2 separate regions of the Mus musculus genome follow, and region 2 is linked to region 1. The links are chromatin contacts, called in public HiChIP or PLAC-seq maps. All regions are on one chromosome and are shown on one strand. The core of a region is the stretch at or near the end of the contact, and the rest is flanking DNA. Distances in the headings are between cores, read along the strand shown.

What was found. HiChIP or PLAC-seq counts read pairs in DNA pulled down with a chosen protein or histone mark.
Region 2: a contact with region 1 is called in an HNF4G HiChIP or PLAC-seq map of pancreatic cancer cells. The contact joins two enhancer-like sites. A contact is called at or near these places in 1 of 39 promoter capture datasets (embryonic stem cells), 3 of 15 datasets of contacts at CTCF or cohesin (the NIH/3T3 cell line, embryonic stem cells and large pre-B cells), 18 of 484 Hi-C or Micro-C datasets (B cells, the C3H10T1/2 cell line, Sertoli cells and 13 more), 4 of 115 datasets of contacts at active chromatin or transcription factors (double positive thymocytes, embryonic stem cells, kidney and 1 more) and 3 of 9 other capture datasets (adipose tissue, embryonic stem cells and liver).

The regions. Positions count from the first base shown.
Region 1 is chr2:158,118,218-158,125,146 of GRCm38.p6, forward strand. It overlaps Tgm2 (transglutaminase 2, C polypeptide), which reads right to left. Exons shown (of 13, transcript NM_009373.3): 10 at 5,904-6,173; 11 at 1,908-2,068; 12 at 630-766. Among named protein-coding and RNA genes, the nearest start is that of Gm34458, 16 kb to the left of the region's middle. Within about 2 kb of position 3,489, at least 85 of the 459 cell types and tissues checked have an H3K27ac peak or open chromatin away from gene starts, as enhancers often do. A contact at or near this core is called in pancreatic cancer cells, where this site is marked.
Region 2 is chr2:158,213,910-158,220,838 of GRCm38.p6, forward strand. D630003M21Rik (RIKEN cDNA D630003M21 gene) reads right to left here. Exons shown (of 14, transcript NM_177657.5): 2 at 6,489-6,686; 3 at 2,524-3,868; 4 at 1,919-2,101. Among named protein-coding and RNA genes, the nearest start is that of D630003M21Rik, 12 kb to the right of the region's middle. Within about 2 kb of position 4,537, at least 8 of the 459 cell types and tissues checked have an H3K27ac peak or open chromatin away from gene starts, as enhancers often do. A contact at or near this core is called in pancreatic cancer cells, where this site is marked.

The DNA of each region.
Region 1 (6,929 bases), core at 2,239-4,738:
ATACAGGACAGTATGTGTGTGTATATATATATACATACATACATATATATATACATATATATAAATATATTTGTGTGTGTACAAGTATGTATAGGTGTGAGCAAGCATGTTGCTAGTTGGGGGAGAGGCAAGCATATGTGGTGAGTAGATCTGCCCATAAGTACTAGCAGTAGGCTGGGAGCCATGCACATGCTCAGTGGCTGCAGGAGAGACAACACATTGTGTGGCTTGTGTATGCTCTTGGTTTGTTCTGATTGTATGAATTATACGGTTCTAGAAAGAGGAACAGCATGTATTCCTACACATGTGTATGTAGATGTAAATGGATACGGACACACCATGCCTGATAGTGCATGGACCCACAGACGCATGTGGACAACTGGGTTCTGTGAGGACTGTGTGGAGACAGCACATAGTGTCTGGTGTGTCCAGGTGGGGGAATGACCTGCAGTTATCATTTGTGAGAGTTGAAAGGTCACCACCTTGTGGGCACTCTGGCTTGGGGTTTAGGGTGGGTGGGATTCAGGTGAGCAGGTTAGTGGACTGGGCTACAGGTTGGGCTGGGTTCAGCAGCCTTGCCTCCTGGCTCCAGCCTCCTCCTCCCCAAAACCTGGGCTCCCAGTACATACACTTCCACAGACTTCTGCTCCTTGGTCAGGCCAGCCCCCTCCACAGTGAAGATGCAGTCATACAGGGGATCGGAAAGTGGGTTCTTCAGGGACACCTCAGCCACCAGTTTGCGGTTTTGCTTGGGTTCTCCCAGGACCTGGAAGGGTGCAGGTGAAGGTTAGGGCAGGGAGCCAGGCTGCGTGCCTACAGATTTTCTCCCGTGTTTGCTAAAAGAAGTAGCTCCCAACTCTGCCATGCCTAGGACGCATCCTGGTGCCTCAGTTTCCCATCTGCAAACCACCATGGTGGATACTTCTCAGATCTTTCATGGAACTTTACTGAGGCTCCACATGACCCACAGAGAGCATAAAGAGTCTCCTGTGTCCTAGAGTCACAGCTGGTAGGTCAGGACTGGAGCTAAGCAGACCCTGTTCTTCTCTGCTGTGTGATATTGGGGAAAGCGGACCCTTTCTGAGCCCTGGTTTGCTGATAAGAGAAAGCTGTCAGTTCGTTAGGACAGATAAGCTAAGGTCTGTAAGCACTTAACAGACTCCAGCCCATGACTATGAGGTGCTCTAGAGCAACTGCTGCTCGGGCTTAGGAGCACCCCAGAAGAGGGCTGGGAGGAAGATGGTGATGATGGTACAGTTGGCTTTCACCAAGCCTCCAAACATGCAGTATGAGGCCCTCGCTGCTTCCTGTGGACATACTTGGATTCTTACAGTATCCCCAAAGTGCCAGCGCTGAACTGGTCCCACAGAGGTGTGAACTAGGGACCAGAAGGGTGAATTAGCATCTTCAGTGTCACTCAGGCACAAGCCTGGGGCACCATGCTTGCCACCATTCTTTGGCTGCAGCAGTATCACCAAGGTGGGTACACTGGCCTTTTAAAGATACCTGGGGTTGGGGGGTGGGCGGTGGTGGCGCACGCCTTTAATCCCAGCACTTGGGAGGCAGAGACAGGCAGATTTCTGAGTTCGAGGACAGCCTGGTCTACAGAGTGACTTCCAGGACAGAGAAACCCTGTCTGGAAAAAAAACAAAAACAAAAACAAAAACAAAAACAAAAACAAACAAACAAAAAAGTACCTAGGTCCCAGATCTAGACAACCACACCCTCCACCCCAGGCTCCAGCAGCCCATCCCAGAGGCTTCAAGTCCTGCATTCTCTTATCTTTATAATGCTTTCCACAAGGACCCAGAGACACAGAAAGGTCCCAGGCTGCAGAGAAGCAGGTGTGTAAATGGGAGCTCTGTCCAGGGGCGGGGTGCGGGGGTTCGGGGGCATCTGCTCCTTACCCGGATCTTGATTTCGGGATTCTCCAGGTAGAGATCTCTCTCAGCCAGCAGGTAGCTGTTGGCAGCTGGTTCGATGAGAAGGCCCCGCACCTTGATGAGGTTTGACTCTGTCAGGCACCCGCTGTACTTCTCGTAGAGGATTCGAAGTGGGATGCTGTTCTCTGCAATGAGGAAGAAGGAGGGAGGGAGGTGTGACGTGTGGGCTATGAGGGCTGGATCTGATCAACAGACTCGCTCAGCACCACAGCTGGATAGCACCCAGAGCCTCTCTCTTGCCAAACAGGTGCTCTCTCATGGAGTTGTGTTCCCAGTTTGCCTCGATTCCTTCTAGCTGGTGACCTGGCAGGGTTCCACCTTCCAGGACCTACTAATAGTACCTGGGCAGTATGAATGGTTGTGAGAGTGGCAAGGGTTTCCTGAGTGGGATAGGGAGGCTCCAGTGTTCTGGAGAAGTTGGGACAGCTGACTGCCAGAAACAGCGCCGCTCCCAACGCCTTCCATTTTATCCTCTTGACAGCCCAAGAGTGGCTTTGCTTTTGATCACTCTGCTTACAGGCAAGAAAGCCAAGGCTTGGGCAAGTAAAATGGCATTGCCATACGTCACCCCACGGCCGGACATGCCACCCAGGCATCTGAATCATATCGGCAGCGCCACCTGCCCTCTGAGAGTGGGCTCACCCACCACTGGGCCACACAGCCTCAACCCATGTGAAGCTTGGGCCTAATCTCATTTTTTCCCCCAGACAAGAAAATGGAGGCCTAAGGGCAGTGGGGTTTGTGGAAAGCAGGATGGTTTGGAGACAGGAGCCAAGAGCTGGGACCTACTGGCTTGCACCTCCCATCCCGTCTCCTCATTCACTGAGACCTTGGGCAAGTCCCTTTTGCTCCTGGATTCCCTGAGAAACAGGAGTTCTGCAGGGATGTTCTCTAAGCTCATTGGTACCGAGCCAACTTTGCATCATCGTGGCCCTGCAGGGAGCAGCCAGCACTCTGACAGCAGAGGCATCCCCTTCCCTTGCTAGGCCAGCATTTACATACCCTGAGTGGGTAGTCACATATCAGTAGGGTCCTCATATTTACATGGTATCTTTCTACAACCTGATATATATTTTTAACATCATCATCATCACTACCACCACCACCATCATCACTACCATCTTTTGCTAAGAAGATTTTCATCGTTATTTATAGCAAACCAACACCACAATAAATATAAACCAACGGAGTCCTGCTTACTACATCATGGCAAAACATTCATGCCACAGGGGTCAGAGCTAATCGAGGTGACTCACAAGGGCTGGGGAGCCAAAGGCAAATTAGTACCACTCTGCCCCACCACCTGGGGACTGCTGCTCAGGTTATCTGCAGGACTGACAAAACTGGGGGGACAGTGGCCTGCCCATCGTTGGCTACGGCAGCTTGTGGCACAGCCATTAGAAAGCTGGGCCTTCCAGCTTCATCAGAGTCAGAGAGAGCTGCCCCTGCCCCATGATGCCTCTGTGAGGACTAAAGGCTGCACTGACCAGCCCCACCCTGGGGGCAAATAGAAAGAGGAAACACTGGACACTAGGAGGGTGTGGCCCTGGCTGCTGGCTTTGCCAGGCCAGGCCAGGCCAGGCCAGGTCCTGGAGAGCCACTCGGCGTTCACAGATCAGTCACCAGGCCTTGGCTTTGGGCCAAATGCTGGCTGGGAGGAGAAACTGAATGTGGTCAGCCTCGGTCTTCCCTTGGACATTATGCCCTGTTCTAGACGCGTCCCTCGTCCCTCGGGATGGTCACTGAGCCACACTGGTGGCTGAGGGAGGAGAGAGAGAGAGAGAGAGAGAGAGAGAGAGAGAGAGAGAGAGAGAGCGAGCTCGGGGTGGAGGAAGGGGAGTGCATTTGGACTCCATTCAGCTGCCCTGGGCCTGGCTTCCTGTCCATTAGCACATGGAAGTCCCCAGATCATATCATCAAAGAGCAAGACACACAGCAATTCTACCAAAGGGGAAAAGAATGGGTCTCAGGTTGACCTTGGCTCTGGAAGCCCCAAGAAGCCATGTTGGACTAGCTGTGCTTTCCAGCCAGAGCCCGGCACACAGAGCCCCTGGCCTGTCCTCCCTGCTTCCTGTGCCATCCCTCATGAATTCCTGGCAGGCAGAGCACTGTTGACTGAACTGAGGGCCTGGCTGGAGCTTCCGCAGCGCAATGCAGGTGCTCTGATGGTATCTGTAAGGCAGAGGTGACTCCATGGCTGGGAGCAAGGCACCTGGTATTTAGGGCTTGTCCCACGTTTATGTTGAAGCACATTGCTTTCACCGGGATAGTTCATAAAACGCTCAAGTGAGTGGTCTCAGCTGGAGGACCGGCCTGTGTACAAATGGGGGTTTGTGGCCTGTATGGAAAACTACAACTGTGTTGTCCAGGGCAACAGCAGCAGGTGGTAGCAACCAGAATAGAGACATCCAGGCTTCCCCATTTACCCATGGTGAGAACCCCTGCCTCTTATTCTTGGGATCCAGACACAGATGATGAGTTGGATCTTTCCATCAGGTGGTAGAGATGCCCTGAGCTGACACTGAGTGACCTGAGTGACCATGTATCATCACAGTGGTAAAGAAAGACCCAGCCTCTGTTTTCCTGGATCTCACATGTAAGCAGACTGCACCAGGCACAGTGACTCCACATCTGCTCTAAGCTATCTCCAGAGCTGTCCATCAGGTGAGCAGGCTGCTGCCTCATGTGATGGGCACAGTCACCTCGATGGCCTGCGTACTGTGCACTGTGAAGGCAGTGGAGGCAAAAGCCACGTGAGTCCAGCTGCCTCTGGAATGCATCTTGCATTGTCAGTGCTGGGACCCAGGCCAGGGGCTAAGGTGATTTGCCAGGCCCATGAGCGAAGAGTCTAGAGGCCCTGAGAAGGTCTGTCTATTCAGAAAATCTGAGCTATGCCAGAGCTGGGTGGAGGGCCTGGGAGTGGAAGCACGGACAGTACCAGCTTGGGCCTTCTCCTTGTCCAGGAAGGTCACACTGACAGTACTGAGTGTTGACAGTACAGAAGTACACACAGTCCTCACTGACTGATGCTGACCCCCGTGAGCCCAATGGACAAGGGCTCGGTGGTAGTGGGGTGGCTTCAGCCAGTGGCCAGGATGAGTGGTGCTCACACTAGGTCCTATGGAGCTGGACTGTGTCCTGGCTCTCTGCTACCTCAGTGTGTGGCCTCAGGGCCCAGAACAACTTTAGGGGAACACTGAGGAGAGAACTGACTAATGACAGAGAGCAACAAGGACTGAGAGAGCCAGCAAACTCATGGGAAGATGCCATGAAACAAGACAGGCCCTCACTTCCTAGCTGCACAACTCTGATGGGAAAGTGACTTGACTACCCTGTGCCTCTGTCTCCACATCTGGAAAATGGGTGCAGTGATAGACTCTACACCCAACTCCCAACACACACACACCTTTTTTTCCTCTTTTTTTTTTTTTTCTTTTTGAGACAGGGTCTTACTATATAGCCTAAGCTGGCTTCAAATTTCTCAATCTTCCTGTCTCAAATGTCCTGCCCTCGCCCCTAAGAACTGGGATTACAGGTGTGGTCTATTAGACCAGCTCCCACTTCTCTCAGCTTTAAAATTAAGCATGCCAGGAGACTGGAGAGACAACTCTGCCAGTACAGGGCTTGTCTTATAAGCATAAGAATGCATATCCCATAGAACACAAAAATCCAGGCTTGTAATGGTGGCGCTGGGAGATGGGGGCAGCCAGATCTCTGGGACTAGATGTCCAGGCTAGTCTGAAGAGTTCTAGGCAACAAGAGACCCTGTCATATGTAAAAAAAAAAAAAAAAAAAAAAAAAAAAAGGTGGATTGTACCTAAGGGGTGACACTTATGGTTGCCTACACACACACACACACACACACACACACGGCTTGGCCCTGGTGATGCCAGGCAAGAGAGTCTGGAAGGTGAGAAGCACACATGAAACACTGGATGTACTGGGCAGGTGGAGCCTTACCAGAGTAGGGATCCAGGGTCAGGTTGATGTCCTCAGTGCCACACTCGGGCCCCAGCACCCCGTTGTAGCTGACAGTGCGGGCACAGAGCAGGAGACGACACTCTCGAGTCTCCGAGGTGTCGTTGCCGATGTGGGCAAACACGTCGAAGTCGTTGCCCATGCTCATACTGTCCCCCACTCGGATGCGCATGGCCACCCCTGTCTCCTCTTTCTCTGCCAGTTTGTTCAGGTGGTTGGCCTTGGTGAAGACTTCCCTCTCCTCGGGTGACCCTGTGCAGTAGAGAAGAGAACTCTGATCGTGCCGGCAACAAGGCTCGATGGGCGAGTGTTGGGATGGAGTAAGCTGGCTTTTCAGAGTCCTGGTGACTCAGAGACACCCCAAGGGAACCTTCTCCATGCCTCTGTGTAGGAGGAGGAAGGTGCATACTACCCTCACAGATGAACTCCTGTAGAACCCTCAAGATGCAGCCTTAAGTGACCCCTGCCCCAAGAAAACCTTTCCTACCTGTCCCGCCTTGGTGGTTTTCTGTTTACGTGTCTACCTCAAACCCCAGAAGCTCAAGAGTCAAGGTTCCATTTTATTTCTCTGTGACACACGCAGACCTGAACGACTGGCACATATGAAGCAGGGACACGATGATTCGTTTGTACGGGGACGGCTCTGCCTGACTGCCCTTCCCTCGACTTTCTAACGTTGAGGTCTCCCAAGGAAACAGTCTTTTCTTTCTGCCTTCCGTCCACCTTTCTCCTGTGTACCCAAACTCTTTCCTCCAAGTGTCATTAAGTTCCCATCTGGTTTTGTTTGTTTTGTTTTTCGAGACAGGGTTTCTCTGTATAGCCCTGGCTGTCCTGGAACTCATTCTGTAGACCAGGCTGGCCTCGAAGTCAGAAATCTGCCTGCCTCTGCCTCCCAAGTACTAGGACTAAAGGTGTGCGTCACCATGCCCGGCTCCCATCTGGTTTTTTAAAAGACCTATTTATTTTATGTGTGTGTTTACCCGAATATATGTATGTGTACTGTGTGCA
Region 2 (6,929 bases), core at 3,287-5,786, 97 kb after region 1:
TGGGGATTAAGTGAGCCAGTTCCTGTGAGTGTCCGACACTCAGCCAGGATCAGTGGGTGCAGCTGTGTTGACTGGGCACCATCTTTGTCCCCGGCTTACACAGCTCGTAGCTCTGTACTATAGCGGTGTACTCTTGACAGACCGTTTCCTGTTCTAGGGATGGCGGGTATAGGTCTCACTGTCCTCTCAGGACTCAGCAGGGCCTTCCTTCATCCTGTTCTGCTTGTCTAGTGTGCCTCATTCTCCTATCTCCAGCTCCTGAGGTCCTCTGTCCCCCAGTCCAGCCAAGGCACCATTTCTGTGTTCCTCGCCTTCCTGGCCCAGGATCCTGTGGTAAACTGCCCCTACAACTCCACTGCCTCCTGGGCTTGGTTCCGGACAGCATCGGAGCACAGAGGCCTGAGGTGTCGGCCAGGGCATTGAGGTCAGAGCAACACAGCTCTAACCCTGTAAACCCAAGAGCCTGCAGAGTGCAGATGGACCCAGCAGCCCCGCCTGCCTGCTCTCCCTAGCTCCCACGAGGTACAAGTGGAGTCAGTCCCTGCACAAGTTTGAATAGCAAAGGGTCAGACGCTGGATGTCCTAGGACACGACAATCATGTGACTGGTACCTGGTGGGCTCTGCCTACCCAGCAAATGCTGCCCAGACAGGAGTAGGGCAATAGGCAGTGTCTGACATGGGAAGCATCACTGTACACCCGATTAGCTTCTCACTGACCAAAACACTGCCCTTGCCTGGTAGGTGGTACCAGAAATACTGTGTCCAACCTTAGAAAACCCTTTCTGCTATGGCCATGCTGAGTGACCAATGTCACAGAAATAGGAACGGCGGGTGGGAGTGCAGGAGGCTCTTACAGCCACTGAAAAATTCAATAAAGCATCAACAAATGACAGGGACACCAGCAGATGGCCACTCTGGGACCTATGGGTAGATGGTGGCCTGGGAGCTATGGACGTCCAGGAGTAGCGAGGCGGCAGGATAGTTCGTTCCCAAAGGCATGGTGGCCCTTGCTGCTTCTGACCCTAACAAGGACTGTTTTCTGTTTCAGAAACACTGCTCCCAACATTTCCATGGCTAACTCCCATCACTACTGAACTTCTTCCAGAAGCCTTCCTGGCCTCTCCCATGGGAAGCCTGGACCAGGAGTACTATCTGTGTCTCCTCAATTCCTGGAGATTTATGTTATGTTGGATTGCAATGGCCTGTTGAATTTTCTCTAACACCAGAATAAAGGCTTTGTGAGTACAGGGAATCACATCAGACTTGTTTCCTAACAGCACTGAGTTTAGGGTTCAGGAAATAGACATAGAATAGCTACCTGCAGCATGGAAGCTGGAGGGACTCAGAGCCTCATAGATGCCTCCTTCCCTGAAGACTTACCCTTAGCTGTGCTAACTTATTGGCTCAGCCTGCATCCCATTCCAGGATCAGCCTGCAGTTAATGACTGACAGACTCAGGCTCAGCCTGAAGTTAATGTCTGACACACCCAGGATCAGCCTGCAGTTAATATCTAACAGACCCAGACGTTCAATACAGACCCTCATGCCTTAGCCAGCTAGGTGGTATAATCCATCCCTCGGAGCCTCCCCAGAGCCTGGCCACAGTCTTCTCCATCCCTTCCTCTGCCTGCCTTGCTTCACTCTGTCCCTTTCTCGTGGGAGCCTTTCCAAGAATGTTTGTCTCAGGCTTCGCCTTGGCTGCCTCCCTGAAGCCTTGACAGATGGATGGACAGATGGTTGGGTGGATGGACAACTGAACAGACCAGTGAATAGATACCTAGAAACTGCTTTCCTCTAAGCCTAGCCTTTGGCTGGGAATTTAGCAGCCTCCTGAGCCTCCCCCCTCTCACTCCCCTGCCCCCACTGCCAGTGTCTGGAAATGCTCTGCACCCCTGACTCCCCTCTGCACCCTGGGACCTGGCAGGCAGGCTATCCCGGACTGGAGAAGCTTGACTCCCAGGGTCTCAATCCTGGGCTTAGTCCTAGAACACTCCTCCAGGCGAAGTCCTCCCCCTGGAGGACCTGCAGAATCTCTCCGGAAGCCAGGCGGCTCCCCAGACAGTGGGCCTGAGCCAGATGTTGTGGGGAGAGTTGTTCCATCTGGGGAAGAAGAATGACAAAGCAGGAGATGTTATCCAGGAGACAGACTTTTCAAGGGACAGCGTTTCCTCTCCCACCCAAGTGACAACACAACTTATAGTGTGATCTGCTCTCTGCCAGTGATGCTAAGTTATTTCCTTCAGGCGCATCTTTGAACCATCAGAGCATCTCTGAGATATAAGTCCCCAGCAGAGAAAGAGGCCTAAATTCAGAGAGGCTAAACGTCTGGCCAAGGTCACACAGCATGCCCCAAAGCTGGAATGTGAACCCAAAAAACCCCAGTAGTATTGCTCAGCTGGACAGTAGTGAGATGTCTTTAGCCCCCTGAGAGTGGGACAGCAGTGTGGCCCTGATCCTCACAGCCCGAGTCTTCTGCACCAAGATATAAGTCTGCCTTTGTCCTGCTGAATGTGGGCTCTTACCTTTGCCTGGGGCCTTGGCTTCACAAGGCTGCAGAGAGTAGAGGGGGCACAGGGCCTTCCGAGGCCTGGCATGCTGGAGTAGGGCCTTCTCGGGGGTCACATGGGGTACCCTCTGTTCTTTCAAGAAGGAGAACTGGAGCCCAGGAGCGGGGGACCCATGGAAGGAGGCGTTCTTATTGAGGCAGTCCTCAGGCTTGGAAGCTCTCCCATGTCCTAGTGTGGTCTCCTCTGTCTTTGTCTCAGCCGCTGGGGATCCAGGGCCAGCTGAAGACAGGAGGGGAGAGAATGCTTGTCTTGGCCCAGGCCTGAGCCGAACCATGGCTTCTGGCATTCCCACAGGCTTTTGCATCTCAGAGGCTGCTGGTTCTTCCTCAGTGTCTTCCACCAGGCCAGAGGTACAGTCCGGCAGCTTCTCCGGGACACTAGTATGGGGCTGCTGTGGCTGTCGCACTGCAGTGTGGCCAGATGCTTTATGCCTGGCCTTTCTCCTTGAGCCTCCGCTACAGGGCTTCTCCCCTGAGCCTGCTGGCCTTTCACATGCCCATCTTCCCAAGGGAGGTGCCCCAGCAGGCCCCGAGAGAGGAAGGGTCTTTCCAAGCAGAGGTGCCCCCTTAGTTCTGGGTCTTGTCTCCTGTGATTTTTGAATATCTACACTTAATGTCACTACCTCACTGTCTGGGGATGCCCCTCTATACTCTTGGGGAAAGCCCAGGAGAGCCACATAGTCCCCCTCCAGGCTCTGGCTGGCCTCACTGTCTGTCCTAAAGGCGAGCTGACCTGACCTTGCTGGCTCCACCTTGATGAGCCCTGGATACTTGTCCCCAGACAACTTCCCTTTACCCTTATCCCAGATCTGGGCCACAGATCCCTTGCCGCCCAAGTCACCAGCCTGGTATGGCTCCTGGGGTCTGCTCAGATGGAGGTCTTCTAGTGGACAGGAGTCCCCGTCTGAGGAAGGGACCTTCACTATTGGGGGTCTGTCATCTACAAACTCTGGACTGGTAATCTTGGTCCAAGGCACAGGTGTGATCCCATTTTCTGAAGCCACGAGACAGTTGTGTAAGGGACGTCCCTCAAAGTCATTGTTGATGGCCTCCAACCATTCTGGGGTGAAAATGAGAGAGTAGGAGGACTCAGGAATTGGCTTCTTGTCCACCTCACGGAGGTCTGAAGAGAGACACTTGAGTGTCATGTGGACAGACTGCTCCTCCCAGGACTCTACTTGAAGGTAGAAATCACCCTGACGTAGCAGGAGTGGATTGAGTGGTGCCAGGTGTACCACAACTTCATCCCGCAGACACAACGGCCAGCCCTCATGCAGGAAGAGGCAGTGGGTATAGAGGGCCTGCAGAGAGAGTTGGGGGGGGGGAAGCATAAGAGAAACTGGCTCCAGGGGACCTTGGCTTTGGTCAACTTCCTTCCCTCTCCCACATGGGACCTCAAATAGCCAGGGACCAGGCAAAGGCAAGAGAGATGCCCAGAACGAGGCACCAAAGAGGCCTTTGCTCTCAGAGTGTGTGAGGTCACTTGTTCCTACCCTTGGTGTTGACTTTGAAGATGCTTGCTAGCCTCCTGGGCCTGAGGGAAGGCCAGTGCTCCAAGTACCAATCAGCAGGTGCCTTCCATGGCAACCCTGCTTGCTTCATGACCCTCTCTTCCCATCTACCCTAAACTTTTCCCAACCCAGCTAGACCCTCCCTCCCCTCAAAGCCAGAAAGACATGGATCTGAGGTCTAAATGGGTTGTTTATATCTGTGACTGAGCTGCTCTGAGATTTGATCTCTCTATCTGCAAATCGGAGTTGAATAAAACACACTGGTATTTCTGGGCTGGTGTGAGATAGATCGAGTACGGATGCAGAAGGGAACATGAATTCACTCCCTTCTGAAAATACCTGCTTGTGTGCATGTGTGTGTAAGTGTATCAAAGCAAACATCCATGGGGAGGTCACAGACTAACTCTGAGGCCTGGGTTCTCTCCTTTCATCTTTGTGTGGGTTCCAGGCATTGACTTTGAGTCACCAGGCTTGGGTGGTGAGAGCCTTTGACTACTGAGTCATCTTGCCAGCCCAGGTGTCTGGTTTTCAAGCTGAGCATTTAAAATGACACAGAGACAGTACTGAATGAGAAGTCGGGAAACTTGACCTACCTCTGCCTTGCCAGACCAGCACCTTAAGATGGCCATTGCTAGATTAGCATTCTGCCATTGTAATCTCTCTTGCCTACAGGGGTGGAGGTGTGGCGCTTCAAAGAGGCAACATGAATCCCCCATAGTCTCAGTAATTACGTCTTGGTTTGAAGCAGAGAGCCTGACTTCAAACGACCTACTGTGTGCTTGTTTTTGCTCCTGTCTATTCTGAGGTGACATGGATTTGTCCATGACAGCCAAATCAAAATTAAAAATAAAGACACAGAAAGGCTGTAAATTTGCCACTGAGAAAGGAGGGGACAGGGAAAGCATGGTTTTGACTTATTTTTCCTTTTAAGACAGGGTCTCTCGTGTAGCTCAGGCTGGCTTAGATCTTCCACTGTAGCTGAAGATGACCTTGAACTTCTGATGCTCCCGCTTCTGCCTGCGGAGTGCTGGCATCATGGGCATGCATCACCATGCCATCTAATGTGGATGAATGCAGCCCCGGGGCTTTGCATATGTCAGGCAAGCCTTCTACCAACAGCGCTATGTCTCCAGGCCTGCCCTTGTGGTTTGGTCAGCTGAACAAAGTGACAGTTGTGTGGCTGGTCAAGAGGAGGTAAAAGGGGGTGGGGTGGGAGGAGGATCTTCATGCAATAGGGTCAGGGAGCCATGGAGAGGCCATTGGCAAAGGCTTCTGGAGACACTGCATTCTACTATTCCCATTCGGGTGCAGTTGCCATGGGGTGGGGGCATTCCTACTAGATGCTGTGACTCCTAGGATTGGCAGCGTGGCTCTTGTTGGGGGTGGCAGTGGGCAGGGGAGCTAACAATTGCTCAAGAGGCATCGGCAAACCTCTGAGGGACGAGGGCAAGGGGAATCAGAAGTCTGACTCTTTGGTGATCACCTTACTATTGTCTTAAAACGAGAGAGGGGGGACAGAAGGAGAGAGAAAGAGAGGGAGAGAGACAGACAAAGAGACAGACAGATAAAGAGACAGAGAGACAGAGACAGACAGAGACAGAGAGATAGAGACAAAGAGACAGAGACAAGAGAGACAGAGACAGAGAGACAGACAGACAGACAGACACAGACAGACAGACAAAGACAGAGACAGACACATGACTCAGAGGGTTTGGTCCATCTTAATACCCTGTTCCTCTGGTCAACTGTGATTGGTCCAGTCATGGACACATGACCACAGCTTGGCCAATTAAGATCCTTCCTGGGACTTCTCTCTTTACAGCTCTTGTAGCCTCTGGCCAACAGAGAGAAGCAGAGGCAGGAAGCAGCAGAATGTATCTTCCGGTGGGTTGACTGGGTCGGCTCAAGCCTGATTGGGGACTAAGTTGTTTTCCACTACTGCCTAAAACATTTGGTTTCTCACTTTGCCCCAAGAGTCACCACCCTGAAATCTCAAGAGCTTTTCAGGGCTAAAAGTGACAGTGTCTTTGGGCAAGCTCTGGAACATTCTCTGGCCTCTGTGGAAGCCATCTCATCAGAGCCAGAGCCAGGTGGTACCACGCATGGTGCCAGCACCCAGGCAGGCCCCTCGAGACCAGGCAAGGTCAGTAGACACCTGGATTTACCCCTTGTTGGTAGAATGCAAGTGCCATTGGCTGTAAGGCGTCAGAGGATCGAGTCGACTAGCCTTCTCTCTCTACTGACAGGTGGCCTTTCCCTCCGATAAGCAGTGGTTCTTGGGAACTCTCCCCACAGCCACCATATTTCTTGTGGGGGAGACACACCTTGCCCATCTCTTTCTCTCCTCAATTCCAGCCCTCAGGCCTCCTTAGGGAGCCCATTACCACAGCCCAGGCCCTCCCCAACTTACACAAGCCGCTTCCCGCACTTGCTCACACAGACGCTTGGCAGGGATGAGAAAATCCAAGAGGAAGCTCAGTCCATCTCCCCGGAAGTCGGAGTCCAGGAGCCGGAACACTTGACCCAGGACAGTGGGAGCAGTGGCTTCGAAAGGCGGGTAGAGTCCTGCCAGGGCATGCTGGATGGCCATGTCAAGGGCAGAAGGGTCCTGATGGGGACAGCAGGGAGGAAGAACAGTTACAGTAACAGTATGGGCAGGAGCAGTGACCGCTCCTGTGATCTTCAGACCCTCACTTCACCCCAGCCTACCTCAGGAACTTTCCAATCCCGTACCTCCTTGCCTCTGCGCATCGATGGCCCCACAGCCAGACCCCATAGTGGCAAGCCCTCTGCAGCTTCCTTCGTGACAACTGTCCCATCGGCCTTCAGCCATATCACATTCAATGGCCTC